Linked DNA regions of Sus scrofa: regions 1 and 2 are each linked to region 3. The links are chromatin contacts, called in public targeted proximity ligation maps. All regions are on one chromosome and are shown on one strand. The core of a region is the stretch at or near the end of the contact, and the rest is flanking DNA. Distances in the headings are between cores, read along the strand shown.

Region 1 (3,615 bases), core at 802-3,301, 270 kb before region 3:
CCTCCACTCTCCCTTTTCACCCGGGCCGGGTCCTAATGACGTGGAGGTGAGGGATAAGATATCTGTGGGTCAGACCGAAAGTACAGATTCAGTGCATCGGACTCAGAAACTGGGCAGAGCTGCCCAGAGCAGATAATCAGTATAATCACCCTGATCTAATTCAGAGGCCTCAGGGTTCAATCACTCCCAGCTGACAGGTTCTCCTGTCACTGGAAGGAAAACCGCTCGGGCCAACATGTGACCATTGCTAATCGTTTTCCAATCTCAGTGTCAAACACGATTTTTTTCTTCCATGAATGAGTTCGTTTTGTTTTGTTTTGTGTTTTAAGATGATTCATGAAAGGAGGGCTCTTCTAGCCCTTGGGAAAACAGAGATATTCAACAAAAATTGGTTAGTGTTCATGTTAGTCTTCATCTTCCAGGTCTGAACACTTTCGTCTATAATTGGTCCACAGATATTTATTAAGCCCTGAGAATATTTGCTGTATCAGGCGCTGTGAGCGATAGGGAAGAGGTGGGGGATTCAGATTCCACTCTCAAGGAATTCACAACCAGCTAAGTCACACAAGACCTCCCCACTATGAAATAACTGGCCAATGGGACAAAACAAAAATATCTATTCTCAAGTGATAGCATGCAGGAGTGTCTCCTGTCCCAGAGTGTTGTCATGAAGCACAAATACAGTGATGCACAGAAAGCTCTAAGTAGGAACATGCGTGTTTAACAAATTACTTTTCCCCTCCCCCTATGAGAAAGTCCAGGGAAGAATATAGCAGGGAGTCACAAGGAGGAGCTTATCAACAGCAAATGAGAGATTCTGACAAAAAGGAAGGCACAACTGACCTCTTAGAGAACTGCTTTTGGAGTGTCATGATCAAAGTCAGTTAATTGCAAACAGGAAATAAGGCATACCCCAAATGTGTAGCCAGCAAAAACTATAGGATCTAGTAATGGTGGTTCTATTTCTTTTTTACAACATAAAGCTCTGTTTAAAAGGAGAGGGGGGTACAGTTTCTAGAATCCTCCTTTGCTCTAATCTGAGGCCATCAAGACAACCACATGGCCTTGTGCCTCCAAAGAACTCAAAGGTAGATAGAATCATTTTCTTTTTTCTATTTTTAATCAAAAAATTCTAAAATAAACATAAAATAGTTTTTCTAGATTCCCCCCCCCAAAAAAAAATTAGTCTTGTTTGTTTCATCAGCATTTTACATAGCAAAGCAAAAGAAGATAGAGGTTAATTCGCTCTTACTGAAAGAAAGTTAAAAGACTTGTGCCTAGGATCTTGCTAATCTCTGTTAAAATTATTCAGAGTTAGTTTTTACTTTAAGTCAATAAACATTGGCATATTATACTCGCTTTTTATATCCCTCATATCACTGAGAAAATATTGTAGGAAATAAAAGGATGGTGTCCTCCGGAGACTTCAACTCAATTGAGGCGACAGAAAATGTATGAGTAACGCATGTAAAGGACACTATGTCAATTTGGTAAAGGGCTAAAGATATTAGGAGGAAAAAAGAAAATGGTTAAAGGTGGACTGGGAGAGCTGTTTTCTTGGAATAAAGTGGATTGAAGTTGGATTTTAAGGAAAGCATAGGAATTTGAAGGCAGATGTGGCAAGGCCAAAGAGTGGGGAGAAAGAAGTACAGTTCCCCTGGAATCCAGGCAGGAAGAGCCCATGAGCAAAACCAAGGGTCCCAAGGACAGTCAGAAACAAAAGACCATGTATAACAGCCTAAAGAGACGGTTGAAATATCCTCTGTACCAAAAGGGACTTGACTAAAGCCAAGCTTCTAGATGGAAGAGCCCTACCTCCAGGCATTTCGGCCTAATTCATTGTTGTGTTATTACTCATGGTACTGTTTCCTAACTTCAGTATTTCAGCTCCAGGGTCCATTTTTTTCCCATCGTACTCATACAGCAGAAAGAGGAAATAACTCATCCAGTGGTGGGGATTTCTTAGTAGGGTTTTGAAGAGAGATGCCGGGGGTGGCTGACTCTGCCAAAATGTTTCCTTTTTCTCTTGCTGTTTGTCAGATATTACTGTTGAGCAAGCCTGGTGAGTGTCATCAACATGCAATCTCATCTGATTTATCTTCCTTTACTCACTCAAACTCAGCCCTTTGCCTCTTTTTTTTTTTTTTTTTCCTAGCTCATTTAGAGTTTCACAACCTCTTACCTTTAATTGCTGAGTAAGTGCAAAACGTTTGTGTATCTGGCATCAGATACTACAATCTCCAAGAAAAATGATTCACAGTCTCAGGCATGTCAGTGGCTACCTATTATACCTTGATATTTTGCTTTGCCATTATTTCATCTTAAAAGTTCGTTTCTATTTTCCTCACAGATTCTGTTTCAAAACAATACATTTTTGTGGCTGTATTTTCCTCCAAGTCCCTCCCTTTTGAAATGTGGAATAAATCTTATGAGCTCCACAGAGTTTCCAGTGTCAGTCTCTCTAGGGACCCATAAAAAATCCCACACCAATAAACCATTGATGCAAGTACAGGCAATGGAATATTTGGGTCTAGTGGGATCCTAAAGTGAACTTTCAATCACATGGACAGAGGAAATTAACATCATTTGCGGGTTAAAATCTTTCACAAGTGTCCTAGAGGTAGGACCACGTGGTTACTGCCACCACCCAGCTAACCCCGACGTGAAGTCTTTACAATTTATCCTTAAATCAACCTGACTTTCCTTGCATCAGCCAAGAAAATTTTGCTCCCGCCTTTCCCAGTTTCTCTTCTCTGCCTCCATCTCAATCGGCAGAAAAATGGTCTGAATTTTGACGGAGGTTTCCGGAGCAATTCCAGATGTAATTATTAGATAAATACATACAGTTTGAGCCTAGTGAAAGATAGAACAGTGCTTAAGTAGCTAAATAAAGTAGACAAGAAAAAAACGTGCGCTGATACTTTCAACAGCCTATGGCGTTTATAGATCCTGCCACTCCACACCTGTGCTTGGTAAACTTGGGGTAACTGGAATTTCTAAAGCATTCAGTCAAACTAGGAAGAACTATAAATGCATTAAAAAGTTTCTAGGGCCTGTCTCATGTCCCTGAATACAAGCTCTATTCTACCTAGAATCTTTTTATATAAATATCTTCTCCTGTCCACAAATCCCGAAAGGGTCAAATTCTGGGAGGTCACTTGTTGTCTCTGTCAACAGACAAAGGAAGCACCTGCTGTAAGATGTTTCCTGCCTGAGGCCACCCTTGCTTCCAAGTTTACTGCTGTATCCACAAAGACTTCGATAATAGCTGGAGCTTAGTAGGAGTTCACTAAATATTTGTTGAATATTGAATGAATTAACACATAAAAGGTCTCATTATTGGTAATGTATCCTCTTAATCGTCTGTCTTGCCCCAAATCAGTCTTCCTGTAACCATCAGAACCTATCCTTCGAGTCTTTGCCATTTGCTTCCTTTTAGGCTCCTATGTATTTCCAAACCTTTGAGCTTTAGCAAGGATTTGGCCCCCAGGCACCAACCAGACCAGCAAGTTTTATGGTAGTCTTGGAATTAAATCATTTATTATAGTAGCTTCAACACTTCACTTCACCTGGCCCGTCTTGGCACACACAGACCTACCTTCCAGAGCTACATTG
Region 2 (3,543 bases), core at 666-3,165, 370 kb before region 3:
AATGGCACTTAAATTCAATTAACTAGGATATTACCACATCTTTTCTGCAGATAAGAACTCAGAAGATCAGATAAGTTAAATGACTTGCCCCAAAGCCCACAAGGAGTGAGTTCTTAAAGACTTCCTTTAAAAATGAGGTCAGTCTGATTCCGGAACTTGTAGTCTTAACCATTATGATAAATTACTTCCCAAATCAGAGAAAGAAAATGGACATAGTTTTTTGAAAAATTAGCCAGATCATGGCACTTCTCAATAAATACTTATCTCAGTAAAGAGTGAAAGTGGAGCAGTCCTTTTCCTGGGGCCTCAGGCGATCTTTGGTCCTCCCTTCCCTCCCACCATTCCCCTCTGTCTCATCTCTTACCCTCCTCCTCACTCACTCTGCTCCCACTCCACGGGCGTCTTGCTTTTCCCTTACCATGCTTGCAAGCTGCTCCCACTTCAAATCTTCTTCTACCTCAGGGCCTTTGCATTTGCTGTTCTCACTACTAGGAATACTTACTTCCCCACTACTTTGTACAAAATAGAAGCACTCTACCCTATCTATGGGATAGAGAGGGCTAATTTATTTTATTTTCTCCATAGCATGTTACTAAATGAAAGATTAGACATGTCTTTGCTCATTTGCTTTTGGCTCACAGCAATCTAAGTAAGCTTCAGAGGGTGGGGCTTTATTTTATTCATTTTTATATCTGTATGGAGAGTGGGTACTTGATAAATGAGTGGAAAAAAACAAGCCTTCACAATGTCAGAATACTCTCTGGTCCTTCTGTTTTGTTGATTCAGAAAATTATCATAAACTGGCAATTGTGGATTATTATTATTTGTAAATCAATAATTCTGTTTTTTACTCACTTAGGAGCTTATTAGAAGCTATACTCTTGTAGTAGAATCTTTTCAAATGCAAAGCCCAGAGCCAATCTAGAGTTTAACGTTGACTCTACTACTTACCTACGTGATGCCATGAAATTTACTCAACTCTCCTTATCTGTAAAATGGACAATAATAGGACTGACCCCTGAGGATTCTAATAAAGATTAAATTAAATAATACAGGCATTCTCGTCGTGGTGCAGCGGAAACGAATCAGACTAGGAACCATGAGGTTGCAAGTTTGATCCCTGGCCTTGCTCAGCGGGTTAAGGATCCAGCATTGCCGTGAGCTGTGGTGTAGGTCGTAGATGCGGCTCAGATCTGGTGTTGCTCTGGCTCTGATGTAGGCCAGTAGCTACAGCTCTTATTGGACCCCTAGCCTGGGAACTTCCCCATGCCACCAGTGCAGTCCTAAAAGGACAAAAGACAAAAAAAAAAAAAAAAAAAATTAAATAATACAGGTACATGGCTTGACTCATGCTAAATGTTCACTGACCTATTCGTTTCGATTGGCAGACTCTTTCTGCCTTACCTAACAGAAATCGTTAAGATGATTCTCGGTTGGGAATTTTCCCCCAAGGGACATTTGGCAACGTTGGAGGTGATTCTGGTTATTACAGCTGAGGATGCTCCTAGTATCTAGTAAGTAAGAAGCAGGGATGCTACTAAACATCTTACAGTGCAGAGGGGGTGCCCCTGCAACAAAGCATTATAGATCCCAAAACATCAAGAATGTCACTGAGGAGAAACCTTCATAGATAGAAAACATTTGTTTAATATACGACAAACTCCAACATTTCGAAAAAAGTAAGACATTTAAAGGAGGAATTTTTTTAAAATCTACCACCATTCCTTCTTTCATGCCTGTAAAATAAGCTTAGCGATGAAAATTCACATTCACATTGGCCAATTCTAGAAGCCTGGCCTGAAATCTCTTCTTATCTTTGCCTTTTATAATTCAAGGCCAAGCAGGTGCTGCCACCCACACCCCAGAATTCCCAGGCTATTTTTCTCTTGGTTATTTCAGTTCTGCATCAGACCACTAGAGGGTACAGAAACACCATCAATCATGCAGCATTTAGGTGTCAGACTCAGTTTTCAGTAATGTAAATCTTAATAGAATGCTAAATTATTTCTGGCCCCTAAAATAAAATACCTCTACAGATTTGCAGTTTAAAAGGCTGGATTGAAGCATGTCACCATAATTGTCATCACCCCCAAACCGTAAATGATGGTAGTAATTTAATTCAACGTCATATGTCAAATGGAAATCTAATAAATAATCACTGATGATATTATGAAAAGTATCAGACTATTATGATATTATTATGATAATATTTTATGACTATATTGGTAAAACTCTCTTTGGTGAAGGTTTGGTTATGCTTTAAGTTAAATCATATCAAATAGATATGTATGATTGTTCCTACCAAGAAGTAGGCAAAAATTAAGCAGAAATTGGAACCTAAATACAGACTTCAAGTTGGACTAAATAGCATTATTGTGCTGAAGCCCCAAATCGTTTTGATCATTGTCCCAACAATATTCCATTAGGACAAACTTGAATGACTGAAAAAATAGTATGACACCACTAAATATTTAGATGTATTTCAAGCTCACACACTCAGGTTTAGCATTGAGGCACTGGGGAAAAGATATAGAAAACTTTGGAAGGAAAAGATTAAAGAATTATTTTATTTTATTTATTTTTTATTGTTTTACTTTTTAGGGCCACACCCACAGCCTATGGAGGTTCCCAGGCTAGGTGTCCAATCAGAGCTGCTGGCCTTCACTGCAGCCACAGCAACATCAAATCTAGATCCAAGCTGTGTCTGTGACCTACACCACAGCTCACGGAAATGCCGGATCCTTAACCCGCTGAGCGAGGCCAGGGATCGAACCCTCAACATCACGGTTCCTAGCCAGATTTGTTTCCGCTGCCCCACAATGGGAACTCCTAGATTAAAGCATTATTTTAAAGGGCAGAGTATCCAGCAGTTTCTCCTTTCAAGTTAATATTAACAGAAATGTGGATACAAATATTGCACAGGTGATTCCTAAACATATTCTTATGACACTGAATGTTGTTCACAACTTTCTCTAAAGAGATTACAAAATTCTGTTTGAAAATAATTTTAATTTTCTTTAACTTACATACACATGCACACATACACACAGAGACATAAATAAAACTGCTGTGTAGTTTGACACAGAATTAAGAGCTAAAAGATGCTGTCATATCCAATAAATGAACATAGATGTAAATGATTCAGAAATGTTTAAGTATCAGGCCTTAGGAGACTGCACAGAATAGTGGTTAACTACATAGGTCTGATATCAGACTATCTGGGTTTGAAAGCTATCTCTACCAGTTAACAGTTGTTTTTTTAAATTGAGATATAGTTGGTGTACAATATTACATAAATTTCACATTTACAGCATTCACAATTTTAAAGGTTATATTCCATTTATAATGGTAAAGTATTGGCTATATTCTCTGTGCTGTAATATGTTCTTATTGTTTATTTATTTTATGCATAGCAGTTTGTGCCTCTCCATCCCTTACCCCCATCTTGCCCCTCCCCACTCCCTTCTTCCCACTCCCAGGTAATAGTTTTGAAGCTCTGGGAAAATTATTTTGCATCTCTGTACTTCAGCTGTACAATAACTA
Region 3 (3,376 bases), core at 602-3,101:
AGCAATCACCACCCTGAAGTTCTCCGTGGATATGTCCATGGCTGCCATCTCATAGATGGAAAATACAGCCTTACCACGTGAACAGAATGAATCTGAATGGCTGATATATCCTTACTGCTACAGGTTATAAGGACTTCACTTTCGCTCTGAACATATACAATAGGGAGAAAAATAGAGTTGAAAAAAATCCAGGACCAGATGGCTTCACAGTGAATTCAAACATACAAAAACTTATATTGATCCTTTTCAAACTCTTCCAAAAGATTAAAGAAGAGAGAACATTCCAAAGTACAGTTTATGGAGTCCCCATCACCCTGATACCAAACCACAAAGACTGCGAAAAAGGAAAATTACAGACTAATTTCTTTGATGAATATAGATGCAAAATTCTCACAAAATATTAGCAAACTGAATCCAACAACACAAACCTATCACCTTAAGGTTCTGAAGGTCCACAAAGATTTTACAGCGTTAAAATCAAAGTGTCAGCAGAGCTGTGTTCCTTTGGAGGCTCTAGGGGTGAATCTGTCCTTTCCTTTTTCAGCTCCTCAAGGCTGCCTACCTGCATGGCTCAAGGCTGTAGCACTCCAACCTCTTCTCCCCCTGTCATACCTTCTTCTCTAACTCCCATGCCTCCCTCCTTCCCCTGTAAGGACCTTTTGTGATTGCACTGGACCACAAATCTAGGATCATCTCCCCATTTCAAAATCCTTAACTTCATCCCATTTGCTAAACCCCTTCTGCCACATAAGGAAACGTATTCACATATTCTGGGGATGAGGCAATGGACATCTTTGTGAACCATTACTCTGCCTCATATGAGAAATGAATATACAAAAGAGACCCTGTTGGGAGTTTCCATCATGGCGCAGCAGAAATGAATCTGACTAAGAACCATGAGGTTGCAGGCCTCGCTCAGTGGGTTAAGGATCCGGCATTGCAATGAGCTGAGGTGTAGGTTGTAGATGCAGCTCAGATCTGGAGTTGCTGTGGCTGGCAGCTGTAGCTTCCATTAGACCCCTAGCCTAGGAACCTCCATGTGCCATGAGTAAGGCCCTAAAGAGAAAAACAAACAAACAAAAAACCCAAAAAAAAAAACCCAAAAGAGACTGTGTTGACATGAGATTATATTCCAATGAATGAAGAAGGAAAATATATAGATTTGTGATGTGAGGTCAGGTAGTAACAAAAGTTATGAAGAAAAATAAAGCTGGGTAAAATGTTACATCATGATTTAGCTTCATTGATGATGTATTTTTTTGGGGGGGAGGGGAATGGGTAGAGAGTAAACTTAGGGCATGTTAAGTTTGAGATGCCTATTAGACTTCCAAGGAGAAAAATCATAAATACAGGTGGAAATATACAATTCTAGATTTCTGTGTAAATCCAGGTTGGGGCAAGGGATATAAATTTGGGAATTAACAGAATTATATAAATTACCAGTTTTTATAAAGGATACAGATGAACTGCCAGGGGAAGAGGTACATAAGGCAAGGTGTGGAAGGGTACCAAGTACAGAAGTTTCTGTTCCCTTATAGCTGGGGGGTTTGGCATATAACTATTTGCAACCATGGGTCTATAATCATTGAAGGCGGAGCCAAAGAGAACGGTTGCAAAGCCTTTAGAAGGCAGGAAGAGAAGGAGCAGGAGAGGTGACTAGTGACCCAGGAGGTAGGAGGGATGCTGGACCAGAAGCCAATTAAGGAAAGAGCTTCTAGGAGGACAGAGTGATCACCAAGACCACATCCTGTAGGAAGGCTGGTCTGGATGAATCACTGGGACCCTGCCTGGAGGGGAGTGGTGGGGCAAAAGCTTAATGGGAGCGAACTCAGAAGAGTGGAAAGCGAAGAAATGAAGACAGTAAATGCCTTTTGTTTGAGGAGTTCTGCTATAAAGGGAAGCAGAACAATGAGACAGGAGCTGGAAAGGAATGAAGGATCAAATAAAGGCTTTCCTTTTTAAAGATGGGAAACACATCACCAATGTGGGCCGGTGGAAAAGATGAAGCAGCAAGAGAGCAGCGAGGTCACAGGACAGGGAGGAGATAACTACGTGGCGAATGGGCCACTGGGCAGCACCGTGTGACCCTTGGAGTTACAGAAATAAACTAGGGGCGGATCAGTCAGCACGGCTGTCTAGTCAAATTCAGTTGCATGGTTGTGGGTAGCGAGTAGGCAGAAAAATAGATTTAACCAGGCTGAAGTTTTGGGGGTGAGCTCAATGCAGAGAGGAGGGGCAAGGGCATTGCTCGGGTGATGGACTGTAGAATCCAAGCCCAATAAAGGAGAGGCACATGGACACAGAAGGTGGGCAGTGAAAAGGCGGAGGCTCGTGGGACTGGAGGCCCTCCCGGGGTGATGAGTGGTCGGAACTGGAGTACTAGAGGAAGTGGTGGCCAGTGAGTGGGAGGCTTTACACTGAGCTGACCATTAACACAAAAGATTCAGACAGTCTCTGAGTTCATCTGAGAAGCCTGACCGAGAGAGGAAGGCTGTCTTTTGGAAGTGACTCAGGGCGCTGCCCTGTCTTTGGTTCATTCCTTGAGATCAAAGACAGTGTTAACCAAGGACTGGATGGATTCATCAGAAAAAGAGCGAAAAGAGCCATGGAGTCACCCACATGGGGTTGTCACAGGTCCACAACACAGGGTTCGTTCTCCATTTCTAAAACTTGAGGACGTAAAGGCCGTTGGTCCTGGAGAAGAAAACCGCGTCTCTTCTACCCTGTTTCGGCACAGTGTAGCGTGCGTCCTTGTACACAGAAACCCTCCTACCTGATCAGGTCTGATGGATTTAAAAATATTTCTAGGATAAAATCAGAGAATGTCAAGTGGAATTTGTGTCTCCCAGACTAAATCTGTTGAGCTGAGAAAGGCTTTTGTTTATCCCTTGGGGAAAATCATACATCTTTGTCTCAAAGGGAGAAAAAGAGGCTTTGGGGATAAGGTTTTACTCAGGCTTTGATTTTTTCTTCTTCAAACCAAGTTGGAAATTTCATTTTTGTCAGATGTCTTAAAAAAACAACCCCTCCCCATTCAACTATCAACTAGAATATCTGAATGATTAATTCAGCGCCCTTGAAAAAGACAGCTGAGGCCACAAATCTGTCTTGGCCTTTAATATTTATTCTCATCTCTAGAGAAGCTTATTAATTTTGAAGCCATGAATAGGTAGGATACAGCTAGCACACATCAAATCTGTACAACAACCTCCTTCCATGTTTCACATCTTATACAATTAGGCAAACATAAACTACGAATCCCTTAAAGGAAGATTTGTCTCCTAAGGCCCTTTGCTGAGTCGAGAATCAGGCGCTGCCCTGGATAAACCTAAGTACAGACCATAATACTCAGTAAACTAGAATGAACTCTCTCTTC

Evidence for each region.
Region 1: a contact with region 3 is called in a targeted proximity ligation map of alveolar macrophages. A contact is called at or near these places in 1 of 47 Hi-C or Micro-C datasets (liver) and 2 of 2 datasets of targeted methods (alveolar macrophages and skeletal muscle).
Region 2: a contact with region 3 is called in a targeted proximity ligation map of alveolar macrophages. A contact is called at or near these places in 6 of 47 Hi-C or Micro-C datasets (adipose tissue, blood, omental adipose tissue and 2 more) and 2 of 2 datasets of targeted methods (alveolar macrophages and skeletal muscle).

Annotation. Positions count from the first base shown.
Region 1 is chr5:93,473,752-93,477,366 of Sscrofa11.1, reverse strand. No RefSeq gene overlaps it. Among named protein-coding and RNA genes, the nearest start is that of DUSP6, 170 kb to the right of the region's middle.
Region 2 is chr5:93,580,158-93,583,700 of Sscrofa11.1, reverse strand. No RefSeq gene overlaps it. Among named protein-coding and RNA genes, the nearest start is that of DUSP6, 280 kb to the right of the region's middle.
Region 3 is chr5:93,205,951-93,209,326 of Sscrofa11.1, reverse strand. The region is part of intron 10 of POC1B (POC1 centriolar protein homolog B); the gene reads right to left. Among named protein-coding and RNA genes, the nearest start is that of GALNT4, 75 kb to the right of the region's middle.